Linked DNA regions of Mus musculus: regions 1, 2 and 3 are each linked to region 4. A link is a contact called in public targeted proximity ligation data. All regions are on one chromosome and are shown on one strand. The core of a region is the stretch at or near the end of the contact, and the rest is flanking DNA. Distances in the headings are between cores, read along the strand shown.

Region 1 (3,352 bases), core at 328-2,827, 160 kb before region 4:
ACATTACTATACAGACCAAGCCCAAGAAGTCTCTAGGCTACTTTTAGTTTTTAGACAAGGGAACTAAGACTGGAACAATGGTTGGATGTTTCTAAGCTCTCATTTCTTATGAAATGTGGGCGAGGTGCTTTTCACTCTTGTCTTCTGATTCTAAGTTTGGTTGTTGTCTTAGTTAGGGTTTCTATTCCTGCACAAACATGACCAAGAAGCAATTTGGGGAGGAAAGGGTTTATTCAGCTTACACTTCCATGTTGCTGTTTATCACCAAAGGAAGTCAGGACTGGAACTCAAGCAGGTCAGGAAGCAGGAGCTGATGCAGAGGCCGTGGAGGAATGTTACTCACTGGCATGCTTCCCCTGGCTTGCTCAGCTTGTTCTCCTATTGAACCCAAAACTACCAGCCCAAGGATGGCACCACCCACAATGGGTCTTTCCCCCTTGATCACTAATTGAGAAAATGCCTTACAGCTGGATCTCATGGAGGCATTTCCCAGCTGAATCTCCTTCCAGCTGTGTCAAGTTGACACAAAATCGCCCAGTACAGGGGTTATAGCCATGCAGATACTACTCCCCACCAGGCAAAATAGTTTCTGGGCTCAAGCAAGGGCTGGGGAGCCTTATAATTTGATTCCTAAGGTTAACTGATAAGGAATGGTGGGAGAAGACCTTTACCTTTGTGAAGTCATTTTCATTTCTAGAAGGAAAAAGATATAGAAGCCCAGAGTGTCTGGGGTCACCCTCCAACCCCACCCATAGTTTGTGATCAAAGGTGGATTTGCCATGAAACTAAGAAAGTCGAGTTCTAGAGATTCTCCTCACACAGTTCCTGCAGATGTCTGCTATTCCTAAGAACTGGAATGTTCGTGGTGGGAGACAATCAAGCTGCTATCTATCGGGAAGCATTTCTTTCTAGTCATTTCTGGTAAATGGCCCAAAAAGATCCCTCAGAGGTCACAGAAGAATAGACTGAGATGTTACTAAGATTCCAAGAATCTGTAGGCTAAATTCTCATATTTTTGTTTATTCATATTCATAATTTTATGGTTTCTCGTTAAATAAAATATCACCATTCTACAGCCAATGGGTTCTACTTCTGGTTCTGTGAAGCACCGGGAAACGGGTCAGGAAAAAGAGAGGGTCTGAGGCCGCACAAGAGGAGCTTCTGTAAGCTGCCTTCCCGGTTACATTGTCAGACATTTTCCTCTTAGAAATAATCCAGATAATCAAGTCCCATTCTCATTTCATGCTTAGATGCAATAAATCACCTCAGACTCTTTTTCCAAACCGTTTCTTTCTCACGCCCAAAGCTGGAGTCTTTCAGAAGGCTTCTGCCTTGTCTTTGTCAGAGCCATGTTGATCTTAAGTAGACTAGAGCCTGCAGGTTTACATAAGGGGACCCATATCTGTCCCCATTGTCTTTCCTATGATCCTGTCTGCCATCCTTATCTCTGCCTTATCATCCAGTTCCAAAGGGCTTGAACATCTGGGTGCTTGGTTTCCACGATGACTAAGCTCAGGAAGGCTGCAGTGAAGTTTCCTAAGACATTCTCTGTGTATTAGTCAGCTTTGCATCAGTACAATAAAAGACGGGAGGCAGGCCACTTAGGCAGTAAAAGGTTTATTTTGTGTCCTGTCTCTGTTAGTACTAGTGCAAGATTAGGCAGCCCATTCGTTTATGACCTCTGGTGAGGGCAGTGTGTCTTGGCAGAAGTGCATGTCAGAGTGAGCTGTGAGATCTTGAGGCGATAATAGAAGAGAAAAGGGTAGAAAGGAAAGAGGAAGGAGGAGAGAGAGAGAGAGAGAGAGAGAGAGAGAGAGAGAGAGAGGGAGAGAGAGAGAGAGAGGTGGAAGTTCTACAATCCCTTTAGAGATCATGTGTCCAATGCTCTATGAACCTCCCAATTCTTCCACCACTCACCAACACCCCCAGTAATACCACCTGTAGGGGGCTGAGCCTTTAAAGCAGTGGTTCTCAATGTGTGGGTCACGACCCTATAGGGATCACATATCTGATATCCTGCGTGTCAGATGTTTATATTGTAATAGTAGCAAAGTTATGAAGAAGCAACGGAGTAGTTTTATGGGTGGGTGGGGGGGTGTGGTGGGGTTCACCACTACACCAGGAACTGTATTAAAGAGTTATGGCAATAGAAAGGTCGAGAACCACTGCTTTAAAGCCTTGACCTTGGGAGAATTTCTTTTTATTCACACTATAGCATTTTTCCCTCTGTGATGACTGGAGCTGTCCAACAGAACTTCCTGCTGTGTTGGAAGCATTCCTTGTTAGTACTGCCTGAAGTAGTGGCCATTGTAGATTTTATTTTATTAAAATTTAATTCTAATAGGCTCAAATGGCTAGTATTTCCCACGTTGAGCAGCACAACTCCAGGCCTTAGAGGTCATAAAGCCCAACCTGTGGATCTGTCTATGAAACTTGTTTCAGGGTCAGAGGCATTAGAGATAGGAGCAAGCATATTGCGAATGAGAAAAACTCAGTAGTACCGAGACTCTCTATAAAATTGTAAATTGACTGCTTTTCCCTTACTCTATAATTGCCATCAAAGTGAAATGGAAACTTTTAATTGAGTACCCACAAAGTGCCAAGTATAATAAACACACACACACACACACACACACATACATATACATATATATATACACACACATATATATGAGATGAAGGTTATCGCTTTCATCCATCCATGTATTTACTATATATTTATACATACAAGAATATAAGTATATATAGTTATATATATTCATATATGTAAATCGATGTATATTATACACAAACACACACACGCACACACACACACACATACACACACACACACACACACACACACACACACACACACACACCTGTGTGCCAGAGACAAAAACATTCTGGCACCTTGTGCCTCCCTAAACTTGCGGGAACCTCTGTTATGTTGGTAACCCTAAAGATTCAGGGTGCCAGACTGAAGAAACAGAAGCTGAGAAAAGGTTTTACTACATTACATGCTGAGGAGGCTATGACCATGGGGTTGGGGGATGCGAAGAAGATCCCTGGATGAAAGATAGAAGGTACTAAGTGGAAGAAAAATGTTAAGGGGAGAAAAAGGTGACAGCCCTGGGCAGCTGATGAGGGGCATTAGAGACTTGGCTGTTAACAGGTTCAGGAAGTGCTTTGCTAAGGCGCTGGGTGCTGTGGTAATAAGAAACGTGTCCTGGGTGTTGATGGTGCTGACTTAAATCCCAGCACCCAGGAGGCAGAGGCAGGCAGATTATCCTTGAGCTCAAGGCCAGCCTGATCTACAGAGCAATTTCCAGGACAGCCAGGGCTACACAGAGAAATCTGGTTTCAAAGAGAC
Region 2 (3,209 bases), core at 423-2,922, 230 kb before region 4:
AGTGTGAACTGCTTTGCCCAGCTACTGGGACTTTCTGGTAGGGCCTCCACCAATCCCACTTGACAGTTTTTCTTAACTGATAAGCCCTTGGAAAGCCCCTCTGAAGGGCGTTTTACACTAGGTCTGAAGGGTAAGATTGCACAACCGTTTAGCTTTTATTTGGAAATTCATGTCGGTCTCTTTCCCGAAGCCATCCTGCTGTCTCTCTGACTGGGCTGGCTTCCTCTAAGGCTGCTAGACTGCTTTTTAAACTGTCCTTCTCGAGTTTCCTTTGGTCTTTTTCCTTCTGTTTACATGTTACATGTTCAGTTACATGTTTCTGGAATCCCGTATGTTTTTCTTCCCTGACTTATTCCCACATGTTAATATAAAAATAACGCCCAGTAATATGTATCAATTAAATAGTCTTAATTCTTCTACTTCATACATACTTTGCATGGATTTTTAAAATTTTTAGATTGAAAATAATATCTATTTGAATTTTTTTTCTTGCCTCAAGTTTATTTGTAAAAACAGCATAGGACACTGGTCATCTGCAAATAGCATGTGGGTAGGTGTGTCACAGACAAACATCTGTCTTCACATTGGCAGGAACCTTTTCTATGGGGGTCTTCACAGGGGCCTGGACACCTTTGGGAGCCTGGGCTGAAGCTTTGGCCTCTGCCTTGACTTGAACCTATGGCAGAGCCTATGCCCCTTGGCCATGTAGCTTCGAATCTGCTTCCGAAGCTTGGGGTGAGGAAAGCCAGGTGGCTGAGTTTGCGGCTTTGTCCCTTTGGCATCTTGGGCTTGATGGCCTGAGGCTTCACCAGGGCCTTGATGGCCTCTGCGCATGCGCTCACTGCATTGTTGGCCTGCATCTTCTTCAGGCCTTTCTTGTGCTTCTTAGAGGCGAAGCACATGTTTCTCAGGAACTTGGAGTCAGCCCCCTTAAGAGATTCGTATCTTTGTAACCAGAGTTTCTTGATGCCATTTCTGTGCCATTTGTAGGACTGGTTGTGTGTGGTGAGGTTCTTGGACTTGGCCGTGTCTGCACGGTAACCCGTGGCTCCTGGACCATCTCTCTGAATTTTTAAGGAAGTAATTCAGAGTTCTTTTTTTTTTTTTTTTTTGTCTTATGTGTTTGTTTATATATCTTGACAGTGTTTCTCTATTGTGTAGCTCTGGTGGTCTTAGAACTTGCTATGTACACAAGGTTCACAGATTTCTGCCTGCCTCTGCCTCCTGACTGCTAAGGCTCAAGGCTTGTAAGGATCCAGCGTTGGTGTTAAATTATTGAACACCATCCTGCTTTCAATCTTTTTACATAGGACCTGTTTCGACTATACGGTGATTTGTATATTCATGTTCTTGATATACTGTAATTTTCCAGTGTTATGGTTTGTACATTAGGTAGTGTGTGTGTGTGTGTGTGTGTGTGTGTGTGTGTGTGCTGAGCCTTTTACTCTTCTCTATCTGTTCGTGGTAATGAATCTTTCATTTATTTTTATTCAGCTGAGAAACATTTCATTAGGATTTCATTTGGTTGGTTGTGATAGAAGCAGATTTCTAACTCCCTCCCCAGGCTTTCAAACAGGCCTGCATTTTGTGGCCTCTCTCTGCCCAACAGCTCCTGCTTCCAGAGCCTTCCCAGATTCTAGCGATAAGCCAGGCGCTTCTTCCCGTATTCAGTCCAACCCCCTCAGGACACTGAGGTATCAGCTTTCTCCTGTCTACTAGGTCAGCAGTCACTGGACTGTTTGGTTCTTATCTCCTACATTTTTGTGTGTCTCTCCCTCCTGTTGCCTTTTGTGGTCACCATTATTGCGTGGCATTCATTAATAGTTTTGAGGAATCGAGGGTGGGGCTGTTGGCCAGCACTGTGGGACTACCAAGAAGCTGTGAGAGTTTGGGAGGTGCTATCATGGAAATAAGCTAGGTAACGGGATGCGATTTCTGAGGGTACACTGGAACACTAACCCTTATTCTGTCTCTCTGTCTGTCTCTCTGTCTGTCTGTCTCTGTCTCTGTCTCTCTCTCTCTGTGCTTCCTGTCCACCATGTGAAGGGCTTCCTAACAGATTGGCTTCCTGCCTGCCATGTTGCCCTACCTTGACCCAGGTTCAGAAGCAGCATGGCTGACTAAACGTAGGGAATCCTCCGGAAGGGTGAGCCAAATGAAACTTCTCTTCTTTCTCTAGGTTTATCACAGGTGTCTTCTCACAGGAACATGAAACTAACAGAGCATCCCAGGAAGGGCTGGCAGAAAATGCACATGACCGGGCTAACAAATCTCACATGAAGTCTTACTAACCCAATTTCATAAGCACAGAACTTGCCCCCAAAGATGGATCTTTTAACACTTCTAGTTGTCCTGACTTGTAGGCTACCCGAGTAACTGAAACCCTCCTGGTTATCTTACTATTTTTTTTAAGATGTGGGAACACACACATACACACATTCACACACACACACACACACACACACACACACACACACACACAGTATTCAAGTGAATCTTAAGTCAGGTGTAGTGGCTCACACGGGTAATTCCAGCTCTCTGGGGACTGGAGGAAGACCAAGGCAAATATAATAAGGCTGGTGGGGCTTCAGCTCCAGCAGGTAAGTTGCCTGAAGCAAGTAAGCAAAGAATTCTTTTCTACATAGCAAAAAGACTCTGGTCCGTTAATCCATCTATTTACTCTTAGAATATGATTTGTGGCACAAGATCATTTGTCCTAGGATTGGAGATAGATTTTCCATACAATATATTCTGATGATAGTGTCCTCCTCCAATTCCCCCAATACCCCCCCACACACATCGCCTTCAATCTGAATCCACCACTTTTCCGTCTGTCCTTAGAAAACTAAGAGAAAACCTCTAGAACAATAATAAAATAAAATATGATATAGCAAAACCACACAAACTGAAATAGGACAAAACAAGAGCCAAATGAAAGCACACGAACCCCGTATAGACACAGAGACACACACACGTTTGTACAAACAGGAATCCCATAAAAACACAAAACTAGAAGCCATCACATATACGCAAAGAATCTGCAAGTTTTTTTTTTTTTTTTTTTAAATGCCCTACCTGGGGGCACGGCAGGATGTTCCTTTAGTCCCATTTCAGGGAGGCAGAGAGAGGCAGGTGAATTTGAGTTCGAGGCCAGCCTGGTCTACAGAGTGAGTTCCAGGACAGTCAGAGCTACACAAAAAGACCTTGTC
Region 3 (3,497 bases), core at 613-3,112, 260 kb before region 4:
TCTGGGCCCAATCTGGCTGCTTCCTGTGCAATTACCACTTGGGAAGCATGCTAAGTGGACTAAAAATACTCATTACTTCTTGAATTAGTGCCTTCTCTCTCCAGAAGCTAGAACTTCGGCTAATGCTAGGATGATCAGAACATTAAAATGAATGACATTAGTGCAAGATAAAACACTAAAAATAATTCCTGAGATCATATTTATAAAAAGCAATCAAGAAAATAAGATAGGGAAGAGGGGCTCTTCTTTATGACAACTACTCTAAGGCATAAAAAGTCATTAAAAATAGTCACTAATGCTATGGCTTCAGGCAACAATTTCTAGGGATCAAACAGGTAAAGAATGTCGAGGAACCAAATATTTAAGTAGTTTTACAATACTTGTCCAGTCAAATTCTATAGTTCTTTTTTTTTTTAAAGACTAAATCTTTTTATTTATTTATTTATTTATTATATGTAAGTACACTGTAGCTGTCTTCAGACACTCCAGAAGAGGGAGTCAGATCTTGTTACGGATGGTTGTGAGCCACCATGTGGTTGCTGGGATTTGAACTCCGGACCTTCGGAAGAGCAGTCGGGTGCTCTTACCCACTGAGCCATCTCACCAGCCCAAAATTCTATAGTTCTATGTAACAAAATTTTATGTTGCAAAATTTTAAGTTACAAGTACTCACTATGTACTAGTGAGGGAATGAGACAAAGGAGCTCACAGTTGACAACACTAGTAAAGATACATCCCATAGCTCCTAAGTTCAGGTACTTACAAGGATACATTGTTGTCTGTGCCATACATAACTCCTGCCAAAAGTCTATCTTGACTCTAACAATAGGGAAATATAAAGCAAGCCCTGGCAAGGGCCACTTAACGAAACAAATGACATAAGCTTTAGAAAAACAATAAAAAACAAATACATACTAGGAAGCTTAAAGGAATGGGACAACCAAGTGCAATGTGCAATTCCGGGTGGGCTCACTGACTTCAACTGTCGTTGCTGTGTTTAGACAGGGTGGAAACAGGATAGAAAGGTGTGCACACTGAGCTAGCTGTGCTGTGTCCATGTTACAATCCCTGAACATGACACGGAGTCTCCTTCTTAGGTGATAAAATTAAATGTGACATAAACAGCTGCGAGAATTATACAGGGAAACACCGAACAGAGAGGTACAGAGGGTATGGTGGTGTGTGGGGCAAATGGTGAATAGCGGGGAACACGGACTTCCCTTTGCAAAGCTCTTGTGACTCGTCCATGGGCTTTGAGTATGTCAAAATAAAACTTGGAAAGATTCAACACCAAAAGGGGCAAGACAAATGGTGCCCCACCCCCAGGCTTCTAACAGAGAAATCTAAGCACTAACAGAATCACCCTCCACACTGGCAGACTAATCATGATCTAGTGATTGAATACAAGACACAGGCCCAAAAGGATCCCCTTCTGTAAATACTTTTCTAAGGAGCAACGCTCTTTCCAACCAAATTCTCAGTCCTCAGCACAGGATACACAGCTGAGAACCAGGCTCCCCGATTGGAATTTACAGTGTGGTGGAAGAAAGCAGAAAATACGGAATAGAAGTCAGGTAGCAATAGCCGCTATCTATAAAGGAAAGGAGAGCCAAGGGGAACTTTGGGGGAATGGAGTGATATGTTTAAAAGGGAGGTTAGGGCTCACTCGCTTGCTCACTTCAGCTGCACAATTACTAAAACTGGAACAGTATAGGGAAGATGACACGGCCCTTGTGCAAGAACCACACACAAATTTTCCAAGTGTTCTACTCATCTTTTTAAAGGGGAGGGGTTAAAGGACTCTAGTCAGAGCACACTTGAACAAGACATGAAGGAGTTAAGGTACTCAGCTGGCAGGTAGTGGGGGCGGGGAGGGGGGAAGGTGGCAGGAAATGAGCACAGAGCAAGGCCTAAGCAAAGGGCTGAAGATAGAGTCTTCAGGCTGAAACAGACAATAGGGGATAAAGGTCGCAGGGCCAGTCCTAGCTCCCTGCTGAGACACTGTTCTTTGTTCTGACCCCTGGATTGCTGTCTCCCATCCTTCCCATCTACCCAGCATCCCCCTTGTTCTAGACACCAGCACAGCAGAGCCCTAAGGAAGGGCTCAGTCTCCTCTGAGTAGAGCCTCTACAAGGCTTTCCCTCACAACCTACCAGTCACCTCAGGAGATGCCTTCTTCATACACTCACTCCCCTTTTCTGTGATACTTTTTAAACCTTCAACAACAACCCCCCCCCCCCCCCGCCCCAGGTTCTCTTTGGAAATTACATTTGTTCTATAAGTGTCTAGTCAAGGCTGGTTAGCTGGTGGTGTTTACAACCTCCACGGTTTCTTTTCATAGAAGCAACTTTCCTTCCAGGATGTGACAGGGGCACCCACATCTCCATTCTCTGTTGATACAACATGTGCTTCTTCTAGATGTGAATTAAGCTCTGCAGCCAGAGGCAGTATCCTGCTTGCTCTTTGTAGTGATGGGTCATGCGGAGCCAGACACCTAGCAATTCTTTGATAGCAACGGGGCTGTTTTATACCCCAGAGATTAAAAAGCCAACTTCTTATTAATCTGATAGGAGTTGCCGAAGTGTTGACACAACATGTCCTCCAGTTGCTGTTAAGCATAAACACCCCACTAGGGATTCTGGTAGAATCTAGTATACGGTGCATGGGAGTGAGGGTGGGGGGATTGCATGCCCTTAAAACCCCTTTGGATCTTGACCATGATACAGTCAGCCAAACATCATCTAGGTGTGCAGACTGTCAGTAAAAGACTACCAATAGTGACTTACAACATTATTTCTATAGGAAGAATGAGTTTGGAGCTTGGCTCAAATAATTAACTTATCAATAAACTTTGGCGTACAGACTTGCCAATTTGGAATACTAGCATCTGTGACTGTGGGTATATTTTCCATAGATTATTTGCGACAGGCATAGAGGGCCATGGCTGCTATGTAGAAGGGTGGCAGACACTGGTTTTAGAGTTGTTGGACTAAACATATTACATATTTAAAATGTCCAGTAGTTAGGAAATTGTCAGCATTATCAGTACATGGTATCTGAGCTCAAGACAGGACAGCATGGAGGATCAAAGAAGCAAAGACTATGACCAGTGTAGTGATTCTAGTAGGGACAAAACGGGTAGTTCTGATGCTATAAAAATAACAGCTTGTGTATCTCTAGCCTCACTGAACAGTTAGGGCATAACCTGAATGCACAGAACCTAGTTTAATCACAAACACTGTTGCGTATGCAACACAGTTACAAATTTACTAGATAGTTCACAGATTTCTCTATGCGTAGTTCACACATTGGGAATGTTAGGAACGTCACCATTTCTAAGATTTTATGGAGAAGTTTAAACCTGAAGCTCAAGGAAAACTTGCCACATTGTATCCAGATAGCAATGTTCAATACATTCCTTGAACTTGCTGGCTTATACACCACTGGTTCCAGAGAGGAAACTGCGGCAGCTAAAACAGCATTGAGTGTGAAAGAGA
Region 4 (3,611 bases), core at 242-2,741:
AAAGTTCTGTTTTTAATCATACTAGGTTTATAGCAGAGGTAGAATTTATGATCCCTAAGATTAGCTGTCACCTTAAGAGACTTATTCAACTCATTTATATTGAGAGATTTATAAATAGATGGCATATTTCTTCCACTTTGATTCATATATTTAAATTTTATTTATTATTATTATTGGTGTGTTTTCTATGTGCATGTGTGCATGATTTTGTATGCACACTTGTATTTGTGTGTTTACGTGTGTGTGTGTGTGTGTGTGTGTATGTTGTGGGCATGTGCTGTGGCACGCATGTGGAGATGAGAGGGCAGGTTTATGCAGCCAGTTCTTTTTTCCCTTTACATAGTTTCCATAAGTCAAAATGGAGTCACCAGGCATGGACAGCTAGTCCTCTACCTGCTGACCCTATCTGACTGGCTCCCTTTGTTCATATATTATTATCCTCATGTATGCATTGGTCAATTCAGTAAATATTTTCTTCCTTGTCTTGCTCTCAGATACAGGATCTTTTGTTTGTAACCATGGTGATGCTGATGCTCAGCCCAAGTGCACCTTTAGATACAGCATCTGAAAGGAACCTTGTCTCTTCCAGTCAACAAAGGCAGAGCTGGACAAAGCTTGCTGATGAGTGCCGGCCACTAGACAGGAGTTAGCTTGGCTTGGAGTTGTGGCTCCTCCCTCCACATTTACTTGCTGTGTGAGTTTGAGTAGTTAATTAGCCGCTGCAGCTGCTAATTTCCTCATTTGTAATGCTACCAGAGAGATTGAAGAGCTCACCTGGAGAGGAAAGCACTTCCCCCCATAAGACTAGGCTCAGTTCAGGGTCTGAGCCACGAACAACCACCACCACCACCACCACCACCACCACCACCACCACCACCACCACCACCACCAACAACAACAACAACAACAAACAACAACAAACCCCCAATCCCCACCAAGCATCTCCGTCCTTTTGTGGCTGCTTCCTTTTCAGAGCTGGGGTCTGGCTGGTATGCCAGAGGCACGTGAGCTATGTAATCTGCTTGTCCTCTTGAGAGGAGGCAAGTGGCCGGCCATTGGGTGAAGCACATCCGGGCGGACTGTGGTGGGCCTTGGAATTCCTAGATAAGGAAGTGCTAAACGGTCTGAGGGCTTCTGCTGCTGGAGGAGAGGCAGAAGCGCGGTGGCTGTGAGGGCCACCAAATAAGGAAGGCCGTCCTTTTTCTCCACCTTATCTGTGTGCATGCCAGTGAGCAGAGCAATTTCCTCATTCTCCGCAGCATCCCCAAACATGGTTTGGAAGAGACTGTAGGTGCCGCGTGGAGCTGAGAGAGAAGAAGAAAGGAAACTAACAAACTAAAAGCCACTTGTGGTGTTGTATATGATTTCTTGCTTCTCCTTTCTTAACTCCTCCGGTTGCCATACATCATTTACCTAGAAAAGAGGACAGCTGTCCTTTCCCAAAGCTCCGGTGACCCTGCCCCGCCCAGTGTGACTAGCCCAGGTTGGTGATTCTGATCTGTTGCCAAACCAAACTGGCTCCCCGGGGAGCCATTTGGTAATGTTCCCTGGAGTCATTTCCTTGCGAAGCATTCCTTTTCGGTGAGAGGACATTTTTTTCATCCCTGATAAACAACCACAGCCTGCGCCAGCTGAGATGGGTGCTCAGCTCTGTAAATTCCTTTGTGAAACCCAAGATCCTTGTCTCCAGAGAGCGGAGATCCCTAAGGGGCTTCAGGCCCCCTCCTCCCTGAATGATCTGCTCCCGGCACCAGGAGAGTCTGTGCCCACAAACAGGCTCTTCCCTTTCTTGGGGGAATTCAGTTTAGAAGGCTTGGGCGAGCTCCTTCTGTGGGAAATCATCCTGATTTCACTCTTGCAGATCTACAGAGGAAAAAAATGACAAACCTAGGGTGCAGGGGAGGGGCAGTTAAAAGGTTCTGAACCCAGTCACTATTAGAGGGTGAATAACAATTCCATCCCCCAGGGGTACCAGAAAGTTAATTCCATGGCAGAGGCAGGTTGATGTTGGTGAGTTCAAAGCCACCCTAGTCTAAAAAATGAGAATCTGTCTAATAAAAGGGTGTGGGCAAGGAAAAAATAAATAGTAGGAAAAAAAGTTGATTGTGTCACTCCTACTTCCTCTGGTGACTGCACCTCAATTTTTTTTTCACACTTTAGAGGCTTTTCAATATATCTATTTCCTTGGGCTGAAGAGATGACTCTGTTGTTAAGAATGCTCCCTGGTCTCTCAGAGGGTCTGGGTTCAGTTTCCAGCATTCACACAGTGGCTCACAACCACCTGAAAACTCAGTTCCAGGGCTGGAGAGATGGCTCAGCGGTGAACAGCACTGACTGCTCTTCTGAAGGTCGTGAGTTCAAATCCCAGCAACCACATGGTGTCTCACAACCATCTGCAATGAGATCTGATGCCCTCTTCTGGGGTGTCTGAAGACAGCTACAGTGTATATTTACATATAATAAAATATAATAAATAAATAATTTTTTTTTCAAAAAAAGAGAAAACTCAGTTCCAGGTGAGCGAATGCCTCCTCTGGATTCCCCAAACACTGTCCACACATTGAGAGTCACATAGAACAGTGAATTCACAAATAAATCTTTAAAATAGTTCCTTAACCCGGTGTTTGGAAAGGACATAGAAAGTTATCGTCTGGTAGAAATCTCAGAAAGCTCACCTTAAAAAAAAAAAAAAAAAAAAAAAAGATGTCATTTTGGTGACGTGAAATGTAGCCATCAGCTCTACCCTTTGCACTGGGAGTGATGTATTTCATGGTCCCCGAGGGCCAGTGATCACAGTTTCTCCTGAATGTAGAGTGGTTGGCCGAGTCTGTGTGTTCTGTCGTTGAACTTTCGTGAGAATACTCCCCACACCATTTCCAGCTCCATGGAGTGAAAGGCAAACGGGTCATGACGAAGCTCTTCCATTCTGAGATGTCTTTTCCCTACCTCTGCTCAGCTAGCCTGCCACACCAAGGGTACAACGCCCAGAGGAGCCTTATTCTGGGCCTAGCTGTGGCTCTACAGAGCCTCTGAGAAGACAAATGCTGGCTTTTGTAACAACAGACTGGCTACTCCAAGGTTTGTCCCTTCCAACACACTAAGTTTTAAGTGACAGGATCTAGCTGTGGCCTCCAGCCTCTAGTTCCTTTTAGTCTAAGACAATAACCTCTTTCACAATTCCTATTATGGAACCTTTTGAAGAGCCCATGCTAGCTGGCCATGGGATGTCCTGCAGGTTGCCTTGCCATCAGATTCAGATTAGACATATTTGTAAAGACAAGGACATTATCTAAGAGATAGCATATGTTTCTTGCTGCCATATTTTCAGAAATTCATAGCTTTGGGAAATGTGACGAAGTTTAAAAAACACACCTTGACTGAGTTCGTAATCTGTGTCACGAGTTGCTTGTTTCAATGTCTGAAATTACGATACTGAATGGGACAACATCAAAGCCCTTTTTAGCTTCCAAAGACTAAAACTCACCAGGAGCAGCCTTTGAGGAGAGCTTTGTTTCCACGGAGGGTCTGTGATAGTTCACATAGATCCCATAGCAGGAACTTCAGTTTTCAATCATTTCCCTACTTTTAATTAACAGAAGTCATTGTAGGAA

The links.
Region 1: a targeted proximity ligation map of trophoblast stem cells shows a contact between it and region 4, with 22 read pairs. A contact is called at or near these places in 1 of 39 promoter capture datasets (frontonasal cranial neural crest) and 3 of 130 datasets of targeted methods (extraembryonic endoderm stem cells, pancreatic cancer cells and trophoblast stem cells).
Region 2: a contact with region 4 is called in a targeted proximity ligation map of extraembryonic endoderm stem cells. A contact is called at or near these places in 9 of 39 promoter capture datasets (the 3T3-L1 cell line, the C10 cell line, cranial neural crest and 5 more), 8 of 484 Hi-C or Micro-C datasets (the AML12 cell line, the HPC-7 cell line, cumulus cells and 5 more), 5 of 130 datasets of targeted methods (the NIH/3T3 cell line, embryonic basal ganglia, embryonic forebrain and 2 more) and 4 of 9 other capture datasets (adipose tissue, embryonic stem cells, embryonic trunk and 1 more).
Region 3: a targeted proximity ligation map of extraembryonic endoderm stem cells shows a contact between it and region 4. A contact is called at or near these places in 7 of 39 promoter capture datasets (3T3-L1-derived adipocytes, the C10 cell line, the HPC-7 cell line and 3 more), 8 of 130 datasets of targeted methods (the NIH/3T3 cell line, embryonic basal ganglia, embryonic stem cells and 4 more) and 5 of 9 other capture datasets (adipose tissue, embryonic stem cells, embryonic trunk and 2 more).

Annotation. Positions count from the first base shown.
Region 1 is chr19:36,289,181-36,292,532 of GRCm38.p6, reverse strand. No RefSeq gene overlaps it. Among named protein-coding and RNA genes, the nearest start is that of Gm32027, 27 kb to the right of the region's middle.
Region 2 is chr19:36,359,159-36,362,367 of GRCm38.p6, reverse strand. It overlaps a transcript of Pcgf5 not described here. Among named protein-coding and RNA genes, the nearest start is that of Pcgf5, 49 kb to the left of the region's middle.
Region 3 is chr19:36,383,071-36,386,567 of GRCm38.p6, reverse strand. It overlaps a transcript of Pcgf5 not described here. Among named protein-coding and RNA genes, the nearest start is that of Pcgf5, 25 kb to the left of the region's middle.
Region 4 is chr19:36,127,356-36,130,966 of GRCm38.p6, reverse strand. No RefSeq gene overlaps it. Among named protein-coding and RNA genes, the nearest start is that of Ankrd1, 9.3 kb to the right of the region's middle.